3 separate regions of the Sus scrofa genome follow, and all the other regions are linked to region 3. Evidence: chromatin contacts called from public Hi-C data. All regions are on one chromosome and are shown on one strand. Each heading gives the region's core, a stretch centred on a gene start, on an enhancer-like site or on the middle of the called end of the contact. The rest is flanking DNA. Distances are from core to core; before and after follow the strand shown.

Evidence for each region. A called contact is a pair of places that touch in the nucleus more often than the background predicts.
Region 1: a Hi-C map of skeletal muscle shows a contact between it and region 3, with 8 times the contacts expected there. The contact joins the promoter of FNBP4 here to the promoter of MTCH2 in region 3. A contact is called at or near these places in 6 of 47 Hi-C or Micro-C datasets (brain, fetal liver, heart right ventricle and 2 more) and 2 of 2 datasets of contacts at active chromatin or transcription factors (alveolar macrophages and skeletal muscle).
Region 2: a contact with region 3 is called in a Hi-C map of skeletal muscle, with 2.8 times the contacts expected there. The contact joins the enhancer-like site here to the promoter of MTCH2 in region 3. A contact is called at or near these places in 6 of 47 Hi-C or Micro-C datasets (brain, embryonic fibroblasts, skeletal muscle and 1 more) and 1 of 2 datasets of contacts at active chromatin or transcription factors (alveolar macrophages).

Annotation. Positions count from the first base shown.
Region 1 is chr2:14,894,084-14,896,783 of Sscrofa11.1, reverse strand. It overlaps FNBP4 (formin-binding protein 4), which reads right to left and starts at 1,251. Exons shown (of 17, transcript XM_021083063.1): 1 at 286-1,251. The coding sequence starts at 517.
Region 2 is chr2:14,912,998-14,915,697 of Sscrofa11.1, reverse strand. It overlaps FNBP4 (formin-binding protein 4), which reads right to left. Exons shown (of 17, transcript XM_021083063.1): 11 at 1,522-1,655; 12 at 354-538. Among named protein-coding and RNA genes, the nearest start is that of FNBP4, 19 kb to the right of the region's middle. Within about 2 kb of position 1,442, at least 4 of the 83 cell types and tissues checked have an H3K27ac peak or open chromatin away from gene starts, as enhancers often do. A contact at or near this core is called in skeletal muscle, where this site is marked.
Region 3 is chr2:14,981,574-14,984,273 of Sscrofa11.1, reverse strand. MTCH2 (mitochondrial carrier homolog 2) reads right to left here and starts at 1,283. Exons shown (of 13, transcript XM_003353877.5): 1 at 1,028-1,283. The coding sequence starts at 1,114.

The DNA of each region.
Region 1 (2,700 bases), core at 2-2,501, 87 kb after region 3:
AAACCGAGAGCAGACGTTGAGCAGACTGGGTGGCCGGGCCAAGCCCTGCACCAGAAATGGCGCCTCTGGGTCGGCTCCGGCCGGGCGCACACTGCTCTGCCGACCCTTCCGCCGCCTAGGGGCCCACAGCCGTCCTCCCCACAGGCCCCGTGCGGCAGGCCTCAGATACAAACGCCACCAGCCCGGGTTTCTCTTCCTCCTCAGGGACCTGCTCGAGAGGCCTAGGCCCCAAGCTCCGAGCTCGAGTTTCCGACGTTCCACCTAAGGGCCCTCGTGCACGCTTACCTTCCGAAGGCGAGTCGTCCGGGGCCGCGGCGGTAGTCACCACGGTCGTCGTCTGCGGCGTTGCCGCCGCCACCGCCGCCGGGGCTGGCTGGCTGGTCGCCGCAGCCGTCGTGTCCGGCTCGGTGTCGGGTTCCGGCTCCGGGTCCCGGCCAGGCGTGCTGCTCCGGGGACCCGGCGGAGAGAGCTGCAGGATGGGCCTACGGCCGGGTACCGCCCGGGACTTCTTCCCCATCGCGAGCCCTAGCGCGAGCCGCGAGCGTCGGGAAGCCGAGAGGGGCGGGCGTTCGGCGCGGCGCTGCGTAATCAATATTCATACACTGCGACACCGCCTCCTGCAAGGATCCGCTTTTAACCGGTGGAGGGCCTGCCCGCGCAAGCGCCTGGGGCCTCCTACGCTTTTCAGGCTCCTCCCCCCATGGATGGAGGGCGGGCTTTACCCACAGGGCTAGGCTATTGGCTGTTTTAACGCACAGAAGGAGCTGGTAGCCAATGGAAAAGGAAAAAGAATGAGCGTCAAGCCAATAGTGAGGAAGGGTCTCAGTTTAGAATCGCTTCCAATTACGTCAGGCTCCACCCATGCGTTTTTTGCAGTCTTTTCTCTACCGCCTTGTCCTCCATTTTGTGTCCGTTCTTGTGTATCAGTTTGTCGTTTGTTATGTAGGGAACTTGCTGTTTTCCAGGTCTTTAGCCAAGTTTCACCCAACTTATCGTGGCTTACTTTCGGTATAACACTGAATGTTAAGTAGAATAGTGAGTCTTTTAATGGTTTAGTAAATTTTTTCCTAGAGCATAAAGATGACCTCGTTGTTTATTGGCTGGAAAAAAATGACTAGATTTACTAGCATTGGAGGAAAGAACCTAAATTGTGGGGATGGGATAAGGGAGCCATCCTAATCTGGCCTTCCCAACCTGCTTTATTTATCTTCTATTAGCACTGTCCTCTCCCCTGTCCCCTTCTGCAGCCAGCTGCTGGGAGCAGTTGTCTCACTTCCATCCTTTACACAAGCTGGAGTAACCATTGCACCACGTGGGAAAAATGTTTTTTTCAAGACCCATGCAAGCTTTACATCTCAACCTTTTATGTCAATGCTGAGCCCCTCCCCAGCACTTGATTTTCCATTGATAGCTGTCTCCTCCATTCTAGAGCTTAAGAAATCCAGTGATGGGAGTTTCCTGTGGCCCAGTAGGTTAAGGATCCCTGGTGGCCTAGGAACGTCTATATGCCAAGGGGTGGGAAGCTCTTTACATTATTTTTTTTTAATTTTTTTTATTTTTAATTTAATTTTTTTATTTTCCCACTGTACAGCAAGGGGGTCAGGTGATCCTTATATGTATGCATTACATTTTCCCCCCCACTCTTTACATTATTTTTAATGCTTAAGCCAAGGTGCCAGCCTACACCACAGACACAGCAATGTGGGATCCGAGCTGTGTTGGTGACCTACATCACAGCTCACAACAATGCCAGATCCTTAACCCACTAGTCGAGGCCAGGGATTGAACCCATGTCCTCATAGATATAGTTGGTTGGTTACCCACTGAGCCAGGATGGGAATGCAAGAAATCTTACTTTAATAGAATTGGAAAGTTCTCTGGTGGCTCAGCAGGTGAAAGATCCAGTGTTGTCACTGCTATGGTACAGGTTCAATCCTTGGCCTTAGAACTTATGCATGTGTGGGCGTGACCCCCCACCCCCAAAAAAGTTGGGAAACCAGAGCGGGCCAGGCAGCTCTCCCGCCCTGTGAAGATAGCAGAGCCCAATAGGAAGAGATTCCTCTTCTTTCCTGGGAAGGACTCAGCCAATGAAAAGCCACGTGCTGTTTACTACAGCTCTTCCAACTTCCTCTTCCTTTCTGTAAAAGCAGTTCCTTTCTTTGCCATGTGGGTACTTGTACCTGGTTTGCCTTGGTAGCCAACCTTGAATTGCAATTCTTTGATGATTCCGAATAAACCCACCTCTGCTGGAGAAATAACTGGCAGTTCATTTGTTTTAGGTCACAATCATTTATCGTCTCATGCCCAACTGAGTATACTTTGATCAATTCAATTCTGACCATAACCCCCAGGAGCTGACATCAGACACTTTAAGTTCAAGGGCTCAGTCTCCCACAGAACTGTCTTTACTTCATTAGCCAGCTCCCAAGTGAGGACCCCACCCCATTCACACTTCTGGCTATGAAATCAGGGGTCCCTGGAGTTCCCTTTTGTTATTGTGGGTTAAGGCTCTGATGTCGACACTGTAGTTAGTGGCTTGGGCCACTGCTGTAGCTTGGACTTGACCTCTAGCCCAGGAACTTCCACATATCATGGGTGAAGCCAAAAAAAAAAGGGGGTTCCCACCTCCTCAAATTTTATAATTCTCTAGAACCATTCACAGAACCCAGGAAAGCACTATTCTTAGGATTCCAGCTTTAT
Region 2 (2,700 bases), core at 193-2,692, 69 kb after region 3:
ATTTAAGTCTCTGGTTCCTTAACATTAATTCCTGTTGTTAAAAAGCCACAGCTTTGTCTATGGCATGACATAGTGATTATAGGACAATCTTTTACAATTAAATATAACAGCTTTTCGTTTTATTTTTTAGCAGAGTCTGGTATCAACAGCATATTTATTTTCAACTAGCCATTGTTTTAGTTTTCTTCAACATAACCCCTGCATTCATTCTTTCTTTTTTATTAGGGCAAGCCCCTATTTTTCAGTTAGAAATTTATGTGATTAAGATTTAAATTCTTTTATATATCAATACAAGTTTTTTTCCTTCCTCTAAAATAACTTCTCTCCAAGTAACCCAGAGTAAATCGTCCCACCTGTGGAATTTTCAGAAGATTCTGTAGAATTTGAGTCAGTGCCAGTTTTGTCTTTTAAGGTCTGTTTCGACGTCTCGTCTCTACTCTCCTGTGCTTGGCTTTCTTCCTCTTCCTCCTCACCATCTGGGAACTCCCACTGAGACTCTCCCGACTGTTCGTTTACATAGAAATACCGTCTATGATCCCTAGATTACAAGAAAGAAAACACAAGTTTCAAGACCCATTCTCCTATAAAGACACTTGCATTTGGTCCTGTCCCAGGACAGCAGTCTGCTCTCACAGGGACGAACCTCTTCTTAATGGACTGCTATTCACAAAGGCAACAAAGAGCTTTGACAATTCAGGATAGAGAACCAAGGATAATTCAAAGCTATTTGCACTGCCAGCAGCTCTGTGAATACAGCCCTGAGCCCTCTTAGTACAACAGATGACTTAGAAAACACCTCTCACATCTTTTTTTTTGTGTGCCAATGCTTAACAGGGTTTCAAGTTTCATTAGCAAAGGGACTCGATCTCCTAGAACACTAATTTCCCTTCCAAAGAAGAGAACAACGAAGTTTGCGAAAGGTGACTCTTCCCCTCTTCAACCGTGGAATTCACATTTCATACTCTTGATATCAAACACAGTGAAAGCTAAAGAGAGGGAGAGGATCTGGGAGCTGAAAAATAAAAGAGCAAAGATTTCAAATAACGAAAAAAAAAAAAATCAAGAAAAGCCAAATATAAAAAGAAATATTTTCATCTGACCTGCTGGCAGAAGATAGTAATCTTGTTCTTCATTCACATCTTCAGCCACGAAGCTTTCCTTAACTTCACCGAGGTTAATCAGGAGTAGTTGCTTCCAGAGGTCCTGTAAAGCGCACAGAGCTCTCGCATGCGCTTAACCCCCAAGCCCGCCCTACTCCGTGCAACAACACTCTGGAGTAAAAACCAGCTTTGTCCAATCTTGGGAAAAAATCCGTTACATGGAACACTTTAAACATTGCTTTTTGTTTCTCCAACGAGTGGCTGGCTCAAACTCTGTGCGTGCGGTGCTCTGCCTGCCCAGCACCGCTAATGCAGCTGCTCTCAGTCTCCAGACAGGCTGTCAGGTCGTCAGGTGGTGGTGATCACAAATCATGTCTGAGATGTCAAAGGTGAAAGGTGAAAAGGGGAGAAGAGTGCGTACCTGTCCCAGTGGCAGGACCAGCCTTTGGGAGTGGCGTTTATTTCATACTGTTTTAGTTGTTCTGCTGCATCCTGAAGTTTTCGTTTAAGGTAGTTTCCATTAAGAGCCCCTTCCCGCCAATCTGCAATCCGTGTCTAAAATCAACAAAGCAGTAAGTTAAAGACTTATTATTATATCAACGACTTATTTATTATGTGCCTTTTATTCTGTGAAAAGGACATAAGTCTTCTGGTCCAAGACAGTATACTCTGGCAGGAAAGTAAGACCAAAGTGGAAAAGAAATTCTATCTTAAGTTCATAAAAACTCTTGCTTGCTCTTCAGAGTTCTGAAAAATGAAACTGCCATTACTGCCAAATCTCCAGTATCCGTGAAAATGAGCAGCAGTAGTTTTGGTTTTCCCTTTAGACTACATTAAGACATTTCCTCATTTATTTTACTTTTTAGGTTCATTCGATCTAGTACTGCTGTTAATCAATATTAAAGTTGTAGTTTTTAGGAAAATCAGTCAATTTCCTACAGGGATTCCTTACCTAATCCTACCCTGTTATTTGTCGTAAAATAAACAGGTTAAAAAGGATTCAGGATCACAAAAAGGATTTTTTTTTTAGGGCCGCAGGTGTGACATATGGAAGTTCCTAGGCTACAGGTCAAATCAGAGCTACGGCTGCCAGCCTACGCCACAGCAACGCCAGATCTGAGCTGTGTCTGTGACCTAAACCACAGCTCATGGCAATGCCAGATCCTTAACCCACTGAGTGGAGCCAGGGATCGAACCCGTAACCTCATGAATACTAGTCAGGTTCATTTCCGCTGAGCCACAGTGAGAATTCTTGATTCAGAACTTTTCAAACAGGTTTATAATGCTTTAATACTTACAAATTATTTTCAACACTATGTGGTATCATTATCATGAATAGAACTTTCATAGTTTTATTTCCTGAGTTGGTGGTTCAAGTATGTATCAAGATTAAAAATTAAAATTTTTTTCTTGTCTTTTTAGGGCCGCTCCCATAGCATATGGAGGTTCCCCGGGTAGGGGTATAGTTGGAGCTGTTGCCTCTGGCCTATACCAGAGCCACAGCAGCACTGGACCCGAGCTGCAACTGTGACCTACACCACAGCTCATGGCAACATCAGATCCTTAACCAACTAAGCAAGGCCAGGGATCGAACCCGCAA
Region 3 (2,700 bases), core at 34-2,533:
TTTTACACATAGATTCTGAATCTACACAAATCAAATCATCAATATTTAATAAATGGAGTCCTCCCTAGTGTGTTGCTTCTTTTTAACAGAAAAGTAGAGGACAGGGGTTCTAAAAACTGCTCCCATCCTTGGTACTATGCATGATGTAATTCCATCAACTCTCTACAAAAAGTGAAAAAAATGAATGACCTGCCTATCACAGGGAAACTTTGAAAGGCAATTGAAAATACTATCTAACAGTTGATATCTGCTGAAACCTGGCATACTTGACTGAGAATATAAAATACCATTTAAGAACTATTGCACAGTAGATTAGAAACTAACATACATACTTAAACTTGCTAAAACTCTTTTAGCTGAACTGATTTCCAGCTCTGACAGATGTGAATTTCACTGTCATGAGCCATATGGGCTGCTGTTGGATCCTTCAGAAATTTGACTCAGCAACCACTTCATTATCACTTCTGAATGAGCTCCTTGTTTCTCTAGGTATCTGGTGCTAAAATCTCAGAAGAGAATAGCAGCAGCTACAGCAGCAAAAAAAAGAAAAGAAAAGCTAACAAAACGTTGGCTCCCCTCTAATTTCAGATTTGTCTTCAAGAGATTTTAAGTCTTGCATTTGGGGCCCAGGAGGAGAGATGAATTCTAATTTCAGAGATGCGGAGAGGGGAGGGTTGGGAAGTCCTTGGCGATGCCCGGCCTGGATCAACCTCAGGTTAGAAAAAACAAAGTTCAGAGAAGCCACTGGGCAGGGCAGGGAAGGACAGGGCAAGGCGGCAGTTGGCTACCGGGAACGGAGAGGGCCTCCCCACTTGACCGCGAGGCGAGATCTCGGGAAGGCCCAGGGCCAGTGGAAGCTCCGCGCGCGGTGGAAGTTGTCCCTGCGGGGAAGGAAGAGGCGGGCAGCAAAGGAGCAGCATCTCGGGAGATTGAAGGCCTGGGATGGTTGAAGCCGGTCCTCAGGCACCGTGGGCAGCGGCGCCTGAATAAGGCGCCTATCGGGGAAGGGAATGGCGAGGACTCATACCTGGATGAGCACCTTCACGTACATGAGCGGCTGGGACAGGATGGTGAGACCGGAGCCCAGGAGCACCTGACTGGCCGCGTCCGCCATGATGGCACCCGCGGACGGACAGACAGACGCAGCCACCAAGCGACCGAGCCGGTCCCAGATCACGTGCCAGGGCCGCCGGCTTCACTGGCCTGCCCGCGGCGCGCGCGCGCACGCACGCAGCGGCGCGCGCCTCTCCGCCCAGTCCCCGCCCACCGCCACGCCCCAAGAAACGGCAGGCGCTCGCGAGCGGGAGCAGGGGTCGGGGCGGGGCTTATGCCCTCCACTAGGAATGGCAGTTTCTCTTGCGCTTGCGCGGGCTGGAAGGGCCCAGGCGAAGAAGAATGGGCGTGGCAATGGGGAGTGACCCTGGCCGCATGGGCAAGGTCAGAGTAATAAAAATAATTGAAAAGGGATCTTCGATATTCTTCGCCTCTGCACTTGCTTTTTTGGCATCAGCAAAGTAAACTCTAAGGACTACTCAGCATCAGAATCATAATCTAGTGGCCAAGAAAAACTAGATAGAATAATGACTCCATCAGGGGGTTGCTATTGGTGCATTCATTCATTCATTCATTCAGTTAATGTTAAAACTTCTCGGAAACACATTTTCTGACCTATATTTAAATTCCCCTCCCCTTTGGGAGTTCCCGTAGTGGCGCAGTGGTTAACGAATCCGACTAGGAACTATGAGGTTACGGGTTCGGTCCCTGCCCTTGCTCGGTGGGTTAACGATCCGGCGTTGCCCTTGCCGTGAGCTGTGGTGTAGGTTGCAGACGTGGCTTGGATTCTGCGTTGCTGTGGCTCTGGCGTAGGCTGGTGGCTACAGCTCCCTAGCCTGGGAACCTCCATAGGCTGCGGGAGCGGCGCAAAAAAAGACAAAAAAAAAATAATAATAATAATAAATTTACCTCCCCTTTATTTCCTACCACATTGTCTTTTAACACTTATCATTGTCTGAAATTTATCTTTTTGTCTCCTCCACCGGAATGTAAACCTCGTGAATTCAGGAGCAGGAACTGCCTTTGTTTCTTACTCAACGCCTGGCACATACTAAATGCTCAATAAATATTTATTGCCTATGTGAGCAATTACTTCAGTGCCTACCAGGCTACATGTTACAGACGCAAAAAGGAAAAGGCATTGTCCTTACTCCTTCAGCTCCAGCACACACATTCTATATCAAACAGCACTTAGGCACTTAGGCAGAGCCTGGCACAGAGAATGAAGCAGGAAAGAAAACTTGCATTTTAGATTCTGGTTCTCCTTTGTATACAAATGATTTGGAAGTCGTTTTATCTTTTGTTTTCAGTTTTTGTGTCTAAATCTAAGGATAACACTACTACCTTCCTCTTGATGTTATTGTTAAGTGAAATCATGCATAGGATAAGATTTTTTTAAACAGTGTATTAAAGGAGTTCCTGTCGTGGTGCAGTGGTTAATGAATCCGACTAGGAACCATGAGGTTCCTGGTTCGATCCCCGGCCTCGCTAAGTGGGTTAGGATCCGCCGTGGCTGTGAGCTGTGGTGTTGGTCACAGACACTGCTTGGATCCCCCTTGCTGTGGCTCTGGCATAGGCTAGTGGTCTGGCATAGGCTAGTGGGTACAGCTCCAATTGGACCCCTAGCCTGGGAACCTCCATATGCCG